4 separate regions of the Mus musculus genome follow, and regions 1, 3 and 4 are each linked to region 2. The links are chromatin contacts, called in public HiChIP or PLAC-seq and promoter capture Hi-C maps. All regions are on one chromosome and are shown on one strand. Each heading gives the region's core, a stretch centred on a gene start, on an enhancer-like site or on the middle of the called end of the contact. The rest is flanking DNA. Distances are from core to core; before and after follow the strand shown.

Region 1 (3,037 bases), core at 320-2,819, 1.4 Mb before region 2:
CATAGCCACATGTATGCCTAATGCCCATGGAGAGCAGAGCAGTTCATTGGGTACCCTGGGACTGAAATTACAGATGGTTGTGAACTGCCATGTGCGTACTCGAACTCAAACCTGGGTCTTTTGCAAGAGCAACATTGAGCCAGCTCTTAGACCCATGGGGTAGGTTTTAAATCTGAACCTCCGATGAACTCTGAGTCTGTGTTCTGGTTGCACATGGCCTGAAAGCTTTGAAATATCTGTGATCCCTGCTTCTCTACCTCAGCTCAACATCATAGACTGTCACATTCCTCTGCAGGTGTGTAAGTTAGTTATCAGTGAAACTGTTAATGCTGTTTGTTAACCAGACTTGTGTCACACTGTAGTAATTTTAATGTATCTAGTTACAGTTCACATGCCTTAGATTTTATTATTATTCTAGCTAATTCTTAAAACCTCACTATGAGCTATGTCTTAGGGTTTTTGTTTTTTGTTTTTGTTTTTGTTTTTGATAGAGTATAGAACTGTTGCACTTTTATTTTGATTGACAAATATGGAAAACTTTGGCACTCAATCAACTAGCAAGATTTAACTAATTTTATGATAGCCTTTGACATTTGCCAAGGGCAGATGAATAAATTCTAATGTTCTGTGTTTTATACGGAATTACCAGTGACAGAAGTGAAAATATCAGTTTGGGAAAACATTATCCGTGCTTACAGTCTACAATCACAAATGTGGACTAGGGCAGGACAGGGAGTGAGGAGGGAGATGCTGTTGACTGGGAAATGTCTATTCCATCCCAGAGACACATCTGCCCCACCACCACCACCTTAATACTCAGTTTTATTCAATGCTATTTAGTTGTGTCCCAAAATGTGTGGTACAGATATTAAATTCCAGTACATACAGATGTCAATAACCATTTACAGAGAAATGGAAAGGGTTTTCTCTGATAATGTCACACCTGCCCACAGACAGGACTTGGTTATATGTGCTCATTACATGTCCCTGTCTAAGCTATTCTCCACTAATCTCCAACTGACCCTGATGCCTGGCAGGCAGACATCTGTGTGCTCTATGCCAACCACAGGAATTCAGCACATGGGTCCTTAACTTCAGTTCAATATTTGCTTATGGTTCCCATGAGATGTGCCAGTTGACAGAGGTCTGCGCACCTGCTGTGAGGGTGTAAAGGATGAAAAGCACTAGCACGGCACTAGGCAGCCCCTCAGCTCCCTCGGGCACCACCTTCAAAGGCAGCCACTGGGGTGCCATCTCCCACCCAGTATGGTTTTTGGCAGTAACAGAAACTCACATATATGAGCTTGTATGGGATGTGTGCTGTATAGGTGATTACTTGCCAGAGTGTTTGGGGGTTCATCCCTAGTGAGTGTAGCATCATTTGTCTATCTCTGCTATGGAAGAGTATTGTGCTTTATAAACTCCACTTGCTTGCCCATCTCTTTTCCTATGAGCTATTTCTCGTTTCCAACTATTGTGAATACAAATGCTGTAAACATTCTTACACAAGCCCTGCTCCAAGATGGTCTTATTTCCCTTGGATCAGTCTCTAGGAGTGAAACGGCTGAACACACATATATTTACATATGACACTGTTTGACAAACCCACAAGGGAGGAAGGCAGGTTTTCGTACCTACACATCCTTTGCAACATTTGGTAGCAATCTTTTAGTTTGGAACTCTGGTGAATACCTAAAAGTGCTATATTGTGGGGGTTTAATTTGTTGTTTCTAAGTAACCATACATGCTACATATGAAATTTGTTGTTGCATATGAAATTTCATGTGGGTTTATTGATCATCTATATCTATATCTATTTTTTATAAAGTCTACTCCAGTTTTTGTTTAAGTGACACTCCTTGTCTTTTTATAAAGTTGTGCCTAGAGAATAGTCTTGGGTATGTGTTTTAAATGGCAGTTATAACTTGTGGCTTCCTTATTCTTTTCCTTGCTGGTATATTTTCATAAGCAGATGTTTTTAATTTTAATGTAATCTATGTTATCCTTTTATTGATGATGATTACTTATCTCTCTTGAAAATCTTTGTTCATCCCATGTTGTGAGGATTTTTAGCTTGTGCATCTCTGTCTACCATAGCCTTCAATTTATGTGAAGCTGACGAAAAGACTGAGATTTGTACCCCCTACAGGTATTCAGTTATTCAAGCAAGGATTTCCTTGCATTTTGTTAAAAAAAAGTCAAGTGAGTAAATAAGCATGAGTCTGTTCACAGCCTCTCTGTTGCTTGCTTGGTTCCTATGCTGGTATCACTGTGGCTTTATAGAAAATAAAGCTTTGCGGATTTGGGCAGCTGCATGCATACCACTATATCTGTATACCTTTATTTTCCTATTACTTTGATTTCTGGCTTTTTAGTACTATAGCTAAAGCTTCCAGGAGCATCTGTGGCATGTAGATCACTCCCTACTTGTTGAATTATCTCCCCAGGGCTAATTTCTCTAAGTAGGAATGCCAGGTCAAAGGATAAACACATTTTTAATTTTGATATATGGAAGTCCAGTCTGTCCTGTCAACCTTTCCAGTGCCTGTCTCCTTGTCCCACAAGAAAACCTAAGTCTCTAAAAAGTAAATTTTAGTAAACGGGGATTAGTGGAAGAATAGAAGGAGAGATGACCTTGGGCCTCCAGGGGGTTGTGTGTGCTTGTGGGGCTGGAATTTACTTTTTGTTCTGGTTTTTACGTCTGAATCACGAAGAAAGCATTTTCAACAAGGTACTTACATAGGCAGCGTCTTGCCAGTAGAAGGTGACTTGTCCATCCTCAGCTTCCAGCCCCTAGATAACTTGCAAAGCTTGCCTTGCTAGAGCAGTAAGTGAATGGCTGCTAGGGTGAGCGCTGCTGAGACTGCACTGGCCTCTGAGAACTCTCTCTGAACTCTGCTTAGGCGGTCCAAAACAAGTGAAAAGTCCTTCAACAGAGAGAGCAGACCAGGCTAATCTGATGGCTACCTGGTAATTTTCTGACATAATAGTAGCCTGTGTGGCCTGGTTCACAACGCCAACTGAGCCAGTCACAATG
Region 2 (3,022 bases), core at 197-2,696:
ACTGTATCAATAAGATTTGTACAGCAGGCCTTTTCATGATTCCTCGGTGTCAATCAGCACATTAGACTCATTCCTAAATTCAGCCCGATGTAATTCAATTCTCCACGCTTTCCTGGATGCAGCCCAGTGTTGTGTCCCTGTTTTTTGTGGGTTTTAGGGTTTGGTGGTGGTGATCTGTGTTACGTGTGAATCGAATACTCTAGAACCTTAAAATGGCTCAGTTTGGTAAACCAAAATTCTGTTCTTTGCAAACTCAACCCATTTGCGATCTCGCCAAGGACAAACAGCAGCCGCAGTTGCACAGACTCCCTGTGCTGTGTCTAGCCTCATGGCTAGCTGCAGGACTATTGGATGGAGCAGAATACCCTTCTTTGTCCATGGTATACACCTATGCTGTGGAGATGTGAATTCAGGGCAGACTCAGAAAGATAAAGCCCTCAAACAATGCTACCAACAAACCCTCCGCAGATAAACTGCAGCTTCTATTTAACCTGCTATTTTATTAACCATAATGAAAAAACAACCATTTTATTAACTATCTTAAACGTCAAGGCTTAAGGCAGATGAATGCTTTTATCTACAGGAAATGCGGTCTGAGATACAAAGCGACTCAGGCTAGTCTCAATTCTAAGAGGTATTCACTTCATCCTGACAACTGGGAAGAGAAAATTTGCTGAAAATCATACTTCTGATAATTCAAGAGCACCCTCACCCTAACCTCCCGGGAGGTGGGCAGGGGCGGAACAGCCCTAGGGATTTTGTCTTATTGAGCCAATCTCATGTAGTCCAGGCTGAACTCAAACTTGCCACGCAGTCCAGGATGACCTTGGATTTCAGATCTTCCTAGCCCCACGTCCCAAGTACAGGCTTACAGCCTGTTGGATTGCTCGCGGGATCACACTATTATGCCTGGTTTTATGTAATGGAGATGGTGCGCAGGACTTCCTGAAGGTTGGGTAAGCACTTCACAGACTGAGCTATATTCCCAGTCGAACTTCTGGACGTCCAAATGGGGGAAGATTTTACTAAAAATTGCAGATTATATTCTCTCGCCCTACCCCGACCTTTCTCTCTTGTCCACTCCTGCCTCCCTGGCCACTATGAGGGGTTGTTTTTATTTTAATAAATTTGCTGAATCTGCCTCAATTTGCAATTGCTCTGTGATTTCCCTAAAGGGGAGAGTCTGGGGCAGATGCCCACTAGGTTCGTTTTTTTTTTTTTTTTTTTTTTTTTTTTTTTTTTTTTTTGTCTCCAGAGCCCCGCCTGCTACTTCCTCTACAAGTAGCCCAGGCTCGGAAAACTCTTTGCAAAAGTTCCCTCCTACCCTGCAGGCAGAATGGGGCTATAGCTGCAGGGATCTCTCCAGCAGAGCTTAGTTGTAGGTCCCAAGTCCGGCTGCAGCTTCCGGTGCCCTGTCCCTAGGTGCCGCCTTGTGGAGAGCTGCTGCGCCAGCCGGCGTCCAGGTGGAGTCAATGAAGCGCGGCTTGAGGAGGATTCTGCTCCCGGAGGAAAGGAAGGAGGTCCAGGGCGTTGTCTATCGCGGCGTCGGGGAAGACATGGACTGCTCCAAGGAATCCTTTAAGGTACTGGGGAATCGGTGGTCTGGAGCATGCTGGGGCATTGTGAAAGGTGGGAGGCTGGAAATTTCCTTTCGTTCAGTATTCTGCTGCTTTCACACTCAAGTTTATGAAGCACGGAACATGGAAATGGCAGGAGACAGTATCAGGGTACACAGCACCTGTAACTGCTAGCTGTGGTCCTCTATTTTGCTTTCTTGTTTGCATAACTCCATCTTGCCAGGGGATGGATTGGTGCCAGAGAAGATGTTCCCCTGAAGTACTTTTGAAGTTTTACAGAATTGAAATCCATAAAGCCAGGATAAATTTGGAGTGCGTGAAGTCCCTTTTCAACGTTTAAGTAGATTTTTCGTTTGAGCTGAAGTGGAACTGCTGCAGCTGAGAATCTGGTACTCAGCGATCCAACAAGTGTGTTGGGATGGAGAAGCATTTTTATCTAAAAGTGAAAAAGAGAACTCAGCACTTCAAATTGGAGACAAGGAGGCAAGCCCTGCAGCGAGTCCTATTGGGGACTCCACAAGGAGATACCTAGTGAGAAAGGGAGGTCCCGCTGTGATGGGGGCTTCTAGCTCTCAGTTCTCTGGATGTTCTGACCTATTAGAAAGTTGCACTCACTATTTGATGCTGATACTGCGGCCACTCTGAAGGGTAGAGGCAGGCTATTGGACGCCTAGAAAATCATTAGCCTTGAGATAGTAAGAAAGGAAGGGCTTTTATGAAATGGCAAGGTACTATTAACTATGGCTTCTCAATCCCCTCTGACGATTCTTCTGCACCACGGAACCATGTTAACCTTATTTTTTTGCGGGGGGGGGGGAGGAAAACGAAATGCTTGTACAAGCACAAACTTTTATAGAGCTTTCTTTAACTTGCAAAGATATGAGCTTACAGAGCTCTTGCTTTGATTCACACATGAAGTAAATTATTAGAATACATTTCAATTCAGTACTTGGAATTTACCTCTTTTTTAAAATAACCGCTTCACAGCATTTCATTATGTGGACTACATCATGATTTATTTAACTACCTATGTACTGATACACACTTAGGTCATTTTTGTTTGTTGGTTGTGTTCTCTATTTTATTTAGCTTCGATGTTTTTAATCTATGACTGTAAATGTGCTCTCAGTTTGGCTGTCTATTGGTAGCTTGGTCCAGAGCAAGAGGTGAGAGGTAAGCATAGCTTTAGGTCTGGCAGACATTATCCAACTGCTTTCTATGTAGATACCACTGCGAATGTGAGTCAAATGCATCCTACCTCACACAAACCTGTACCCCCCCCCCCACCAGATTTAACACAGGTGTCTGTCCCACGTCAGCTTAGCATATTAACCATGGCGTTTGCTGTAGTAGGAAGAACCACATGATGACTGAATTTCAATACTAGGATGAAATCGTTATAATTAATGTGGGACAGAAAGAAATTTCTTAAAATTTTTTTCAAA
Region 3 (3,371 bases), core at 43-2,542, 1.7 Mb before region 2:
GAAACAAACAAACAAAAAAGACCCAACCAAAAACCTATCGCAGTTGTCTGACCTAGTTCCCTTTTCTGTGTCCTTTTAGAAGGAATCCATGGGACTGGGGAGATGTCTCGGCAGTTAAATGCTCACTGGCTTTTCTTCCATAGGTACTGAGTTCAACTCCTAGCAACCACATGGTGGCTCACAACCATCTATAATGGGATCTGGTGCTCTCTTCTGGCATGCAGATAGAGCACTCATACATAAAAACACAAATAATAAATAAATACATAAATCTTAAAAACAAATAAAATTATGCCGGGCGTGGTGGCGCACGCCTTTAATCCCAGCACTTGGGAGGCAGAGGCAGAAGGATTTCTGAGTTCAAGGCCAGCCTGGTCTACAGAGTGAGTTCCAGGATAGCCAGGGCTATACAGAGAAACCCTGCCTCAAAAAAACAAAAACAAAAACAAAACAAAACAAAAAACAGAAACAAAAAAAAAAGAAAAGAAAAAGAAAAAAAAACAAATAAAATTTAAAAAGCAAACAAATAAATCTTAAAACAAACCAACGGAATCCTGAGCCAGCCGCATGAACCTATCCTTGGTTCTTTAGTCAAGATATACGATGGAAGTCGGGCCCACCCTTACTGCCTAAAGGGAGACTCAGGTCTCACTTAGTTTTTTCATATTTTTTTCTTTAGTTTTATCTTCTGCTACCAAATGCCTCTTTTACTATGAAACTACTTTGAATTATGGATACAACCAAAACACTTTCATTATTTCTCCAAAGCCTTTGAAAATTAATTCAAGGCCGCAGCTATATTTTTGCTTTCAATTCCATAAAAGCATACATAGCTGCCAAATCAAATAAAGCAAAAACACAAACACAAACAAACAGACAAACACTTTCAGAGCAACCCATGGTAGGCAACACCTGTCGTTTCAACACTTTGAGGCTGAAACAGAATTATAAATTGGAGTTGGAGGGCAGCCAAGGATTACATAGGGAAATTACTGTGCCTGATGGCTAAGGAAGGAGATAGAATTGTCCCCAAATACATAGCTAGTCTGGGACTCGTAGTTCCAGGGTAACACTGAAATACCCTGTCTCAAAAATTCAAAAACAAAACCCTTTGAGAAGTTTCAGAAATTCCAAATAGCACATACATACTATACTTCCTTTTGTGGGATACTATTACACAGCTGCGACTGATTAACTGAGTATCTTGAATCTAGGTTTTCAAGCCCACTCCATGAAAACAGCAGAGAGGAAACTTAACTGAGCTGCTTTTCAGCTTTCTAGGAAAGGTGCCTAGGTAACCACGGAAAAGCCAATGAAAAGGTTTGGTTGAGGGGGGCGTGGAACTGGGGAGGTGAGGAGCAGAAATAATGGGCCCTGATTTAAGTAATGGTGATAGGCAGCGAGAACTGGACGGGTGGGCGTGGCATATTTCAGTAAACACTGACCTATATCGGGAAGAGAGGAAATGAGGCAAACACATTGGGAGCTTGTTAAGATGCCCGTTGATGTGTATTACTTTAAACAAAGAGGTTGAGACAAGCTTTAAAGACATCAAAAATTTCAGCGCTACACAGAAAACCACAAGTCCCAAGATGCAGTGTCACTTCGGACCAAACACTAGCCGAAACCTTGTAAGAAACTACATATCCCAGAATGCACTGCTGCCTCGCCGGCTCAGCTTTTCTCGGCAGAAATTGGATCCGGATGGCGCTGCATTCTGGGAACCAAGAAGTCCTAGCATCTCATTGGTTGGGATTTGGTAGCGATGTCTCTTAAATGGGCCTGTTTTACTGCCCACAACGCACTTCCTCCAGACGCAAGTTACCGGCAGATCGCGTCTCGGCCTTGCCAGGTACCAGTCTCCCGCGCGTTACAGAAAGCGGCTGTGACGCGACGGAAGTAATTCCTTTCTGTGCCCCGGAACCCACAGGGGTAGGCCGCTGGGGGTGGGAGGGGGGCGGCCCTGAATAGGGGCTGTGGCGGTACGTGGGGTTACGGCTGCGGTAGCTGCGGGACTGGCTAGTGAGTGTCGGGCTATGGTGGGAATCGGGATCTGATTTCGCTAGGAGAGTTAGTGCGGCTGGGACTGGATGCTTTAGTTATCCCTCTGCTCACCCCTTCCCGTCTGGGCGGGGAAGGAACGGAAGCTCTGAGTCTCTCCGGCCTCCCCAGCTCCTGGCTTGGGGGAGGGGAGAGGAGTTTGGCGGGACCTTAACTAGCTCAGCTCGGTGGGTCTGGAAAGGGGAGAGGACAGGAGGTGCGGGCTGGCTGGGCCTCCTCCAGGCTGAGCGCGGGGAGGGTGGAGTTAAGAGCATGGCAGCCGGATCGCTTTTCCGTTTTGCCTACCTCATGTGCGCTTGTATTTGTTTTACTGTTAAAATCAGTCGCTAGACCCAGGAGAGAGCCCTCGCCGCTTTAAGCTATAGGACCCTGAAAGAAAGTTTACCTTCTGGACAACTTGGGTAATTTCTGCCTGGCTGGGTACATTGGCTCATTTGTGCATCTATCTACCTCTCATTTTTGCCTGAAAGGAGTTATCTAGTGCCAGGTACAGTGCCCATTTATTTAGTTTCCCTTAAGGAACTCTTCAGTTTTGTGAGCATGAAAGTTTTGTCATTTAGTGCAAGCATGCCTACTCTGCACTTTCTAGTGTAGAAAGCAATTGAAATAGTTTTACAACTTGGTCCATACTACCAGATCTGCTTCTTAGTCCCAAATTGAATTTTATTTTCTGTTAAGTGGTCTAAGATGGTAAATACTTGATCTCGTTTATATTATGTGTTATTAAGCCGTCGAAGTTCACAAGTGGATTTAATCTTCAGTGATGAGTAAACTGTTGTGGTTTTATATCATGGATGTTTGTTAATTTATAGTAATTTGGGGTTTCTATATTTCTATTTATCAATTTTTTGAGTACTCTTGGATGACATGGAAGTTGTACTCAGTAACTCGTCTGGTCTAAATGTGTGGCCCACCAGGCCTATCTCCCAGTTGTTAGTTTTAAAGGTGTAGCCGCCATGCTGGCTCTTATCTTTTCAACTTGCTTGGATTAACCTTGGACCTCAACTACACTGAGTCCGCACTCTTGTGTGCCACTACTCCATATCTTCATCCCCCTATTTAATTTATAAATGGCTTCTCATCCTTCATATGATATTTCTCTAATTACCAGACTGGGTCGGTAATTTGATGTAGCATGTTTGCCTAATGTCCAGAGACCCTGGGCTGGTTCTCCAGCATCACACACACACACACAAGAAATGTTGGTTTATTACCTCATAATGCTATTTTTTAAAAAAATCCATTTCTTTTTTGAGACTTGTAGCCCTTGCTAGCCTGAAACTCGACCATGTATACTTGCATGGCCCGTA
Region 4 (3,266 bases), core at 351-2,850, 1.2 Mb after region 2:
CTGGGAGGGGTTGCAGACAAGGAGTGAGTCAGGTACTTAGGAGACTTCTTATGAACCAATACCCTAATGAGTAAAGGAGCCAATCACTGGGTGAGTTGGTGGGACTTCCAGGTTGGATGGAGGAAGAGAAGAAGCAGGAGAGAGTCAGGTCCTTTTGGACAGGGATAGTGTGAGGACAAGATGCAGCTACTAGTGTCTGGCCGAAAGCATGGGTTTGCCTGAGGTGCACTACAAAGACTATGGGGGATTTTAAGCATGGGTTTGGTAATAACCCACCAGTGGGAACCTAGCAAGCTGGGTGGGGAAATTCTGGATTTCTGAGTCAGAGTCTCCATCAGATAAAAACAGGTCAGCCATTGCCGGCCACTGCATGGCCGGGAGGGAATGTGCTTGTTCTTTTTAATATTTCCTGCAAATACAGGCAAGGTGAAAATCAGTGTGGTCGTTCCTCAGAAAGGTGGGACTATATCTACCCCAATATCCAGTTATACCACTCTTGGGCATATACCCAATGGATTCTCAATCCTATTACAAAGACACTTGTTCGACCATGCTTAATGGTTTTCTATTCATTACAGACAGATACTGGAAACAACCTAGAAGTCCATCAGTAGATGAATGGATAAAGGAAATATGATACACACACACACACACACACGATGGGATATCACTGAGCCACTAAATAAATGAAATCATGAAATTTGCAGGTAAATAAATGGAACTATATATAATCACCCCAAATGACATAACCTGGATCCAGACAGACAAATACAGTATTATTCACTTATATTTGAATATTAGCTGTTAAGTCACTGATAAGCAAGTTATAATCCATAGACCCACAAAGGTTAGGTATATAGTAAGGGATTATGGGGGAGGGAGGGATCTCCTAGAAAGGGGAAATAGAATACATAGTTACATATGGACAAAACAGCATGCACAGGGCCTGCACAAGACTGCATCAGGGCTGAGAGGAGAGGTGGGGACACACACACACACACACACACACACACCCATTCCTAAGCCAAAAGCTAGCTCCAATTGATAACCACTTGCAAATGAAAATTTAGTTTCCTCCAAGGGAGTCCCAATGGGGAAAATAATCCACTCTTAAAAGTAGGCCCTGCTGCTCCCCTGAAGACACCACAGCCTACAGGCATCCCGGGAGATCTGCTGCACATAGGGTAAGGACCCTCATGAAGTCTCACAGCTAATGCTTGGAGCCCAGTGGACTCAGGTTCTATCACCCCCAACCCCCCCCCCCATTCCACTCCTATTCCTGCCTGCATCTTCTGCTAGGGCAGACTGCCAGCTAGTCTGCTCCCCAGAAGACACTACAGCCTGAGGCATCCCAGGAGATCTGCTGCATACAGAGTAACTAGTAAGGACCCTCCCAAAGTGCCACACATGTGGCTGGGAGCCCAGTGGGCTCAGGATCCCATCACTCCCCCAAACCCCCACCCTACCCCCTGAATTCCACTTCCAGACTGCCAGCTACTCTACTCCCCAGAAAACACTACAGCTAGAAGGCATCACAGTAGTTCCTCTGCACACAAGGCAACTGAGCAACCAACCCCACAGACTGAAGATTTCCCAGGGGATCCACAGCATGCAAAGCAACTGACACAACAGACTGAAAACCTCCCTGAAGTTCAACTGCACACAGAGAAACAGAAACCACAGTCTGTGCCCCACCCCTAGAGAACAGCTTCGCACAGGACAACAGCTTGACGGCTCCTCTGAAGACCCCACAGTCAGAAGGCGGAACAGAAGGTCTGCTATGGCCAGGGCTACAGGCCTACCAGGAGACCTGAAGCAACTCAGGGACAAAAGAAGCAGGCTCCAGACAGAGACACCCAGACCAGCAAATACCAGGGATGACCAAATGGTGAGCGGAAAGTGTAAGACCATAAGCATCAGAAGCCAATATACGTGGGCATTATCAGAATCCAGTTCTCCCACCATATCAAGTCCTGAATACTAACACACCTAAAAACCAGGAAGCTGACCTAAAATCCTATCTCATGAAGATAATAGAATCCTTTAAGAAGGATTAAATAACTCACTGAAAGAAATACAAGAAAACACAAGTAAACAAGTAGATGCCCTTAAAGAGGAAACAAATAAGTCCCTTAAGGAAATACAGGAAAACACAATCAAACAGGTGAAGGAATTGAATAAAGTGGTCCAAGGCATAAAAGTGGAAGTAGAAACAATAAAGAAAACACAAATGGAGGCAAACCTGAAAATGGTTCCACAAATGGAAAACCTAGGAAAGAGGTCAGGAATTACAGATGTAAGTATCACCAGCAGAATATAAGAGATAGAAGAGAGAATCTCAGATGTAGAAAATATTGTACAAGAGATTGACACAACAGTCAAACAAAATTCAAAACATAAAAAACTCCTAACTCAAAACATCCAGGAAATCCAGGACACAATGAAAAGACCAAACCTAAGAATAATTGGAATAGAGAACTAAGACTCTCAGCTCAAAGGTCCTGAAAATGTCTTCAACAAATTCATAGAAGAAAACTTCCCCAACCTAAAGAAAGAGATGGCCATGAAGGTACAAGAAGCCTATAAAACACCAAATAAATGGGACTAAAAAAGAAGAAGTTATTAAAAACCTCCCAACAAAAGAAGTCCAGGGCCAGATGTCTTTAGTGCAGAATTCTACCAGACCTTCAAAGAAGACCTAATACCAAGATTCCTCAAACTATTCCATAAAACAGAAACAGAAGGAACGTTACCTAATTCATTCTATGAAGCCCCAATTACTCTGTTACCTAAACCACACAAGGATGCAACAAAAAAAGAGAATGTCAGACCAATTTCACTTATGAATACCGATTCAAAAATAATAAAATTCTTGCAATCCAAATTCAAAAACACATCAAAACCATCACTTACCATGATCAAGTAGGCTTCATCCCAGGGATGCAAGATTTGTTCAATATTCAAAACTCCATTAACATAATCTATTATATAAACAAACACAAAGAAAATAATCACATGATCATCTCCTTAGATGCAGAAAAAGCCTTTGACAAAAATACAACATCTCTTCATGTTAAAAACTTTGAAGAGATCAGGAATTCAAGGACTATACCTAAACATAATAAAAGCAACTTATTGCAAACCAACAGCCAATATCAAATTAAATTGAGAGATACTTGAAGTAATCCCACAAAAAAACAGGGACAAGACAAGGATGCCCACTCTCCACATATCTATTCCATATAGTACTCAAAGTGCTAGCTAAA

Evidence for each region. Promoter capture Hi-C pulls out the DNA fragments that hold promoters and counts their contacts. HiChIP or PLAC-seq counts read pairs in DNA pulled down with a chosen protein or histone mark.
Region 1: a contact with region 2 is called in a promoter capture Hi-C map of hippocampal neurons, with 2.1 times the contacts expected there. The contact joins the enhancer-like site here to the promoter of Trpa1 in region 2. A contact is called at or near these places in 3 of 39 promoter capture datasets (hippocampal neurons, liver and pre-B cells) and 1 of 115 datasets of contacts at active chromatin or transcription factors (large pre-B cells).
Region 3: an H3K4me3 HiChIP or PLAC-seq map of pro-B cells shows a contact between it and region 2, with 5 times the contacts expected there. The contact joins the promoter of D030040B21Rik here to the promoter of Trpa1 in region 2. A contact is called at or near these places in 2 of 39 promoter capture datasets (both in the C10 cell line) and 2 of 115 datasets of contacts at active chromatin or transcription factors (large pre-B cells and pro-B cells).
Region 4: an H3K27ac HiChIP or PLAC-seq map of large pre-B cells shows a contact between it and region 2, with 5 times the contacts expected there. The contact joins the enhancer-like site here to the promoter of Trpa1 in region 2. A contact is called at or near these places in 5 of 39 promoter capture datasets (the 3T3-L1 cell line, the C10 cell line, embryonic stem cells and 1 more), 1 of 115 datasets of contacts at active chromatin or transcription factors (large pre-B cells) and 1 of 9 other capture datasets (embryonic stem cells).

Annotation. Positions count from the first base shown.
Region 1 is chr1:16,295,948-16,298,984 of GRCm38.p6, reverse strand. All of the region lies in intron 12 of Stau2 (staufen double-stranded RNA binding protein 2), which reads left to right. C130013N14Rik (a long non-coding RNA gene) reads left to right here. Exons shown (of 2, transcript XR_003947751.1): 2 at 1-2,227. Among named protein-coding and RNA genes, the nearest start is that of C130013N14Rik, 17 kb to the left of the region's middle. Within about 2 kb of position 1,569, at least 12 of the 459 cell types and tissues checked have an H3K27ac peak or open chromatin away from gene starts, as enhancers often do. A contact at or near this core is called in pre-B cells, where this site is marked.
Region 2 is chr1:14,917,286-14,920,307 of GRCm38.p6, reverse strand. It overlaps Trpa1 (transient receptor potential cation channel, subfamily A, member 1), which reads left to right and starts at 1,446. Exons shown (of 26, transcript NM_001348288.1): 1 at 1,446-1,583. The coding sequence starts at 1,473.
Region 3 is chr1:16,655,473-16,658,843 of GRCm38.p6, reverse strand. D030040B21Rik (RIKEN cDNA D030040B21 gene) reads right to left here and starts at 1,292. Exons shown (of 4, transcript NR_037998.1): 1 at 1-1,292. Eloc (elongin C) reads left to right here and starts at 1,979. Exons shown (of 4, transcript NM_026456.4): 1 at 1,979-2,022.
Region 4 is chr1:13,745,840-13,749,105 of GRCm38.p6, reverse strand. No RefSeq gene overlaps it. Among named protein-coding and RNA genes, the nearest start is that of Gm26273, 27 kb to the left of the region's middle. Within about 2 kb of position 1,600, at least 17 of the 459 cell types and tissues checked have an H3K27ac peak or open chromatin away from gene starts, as enhancers often do.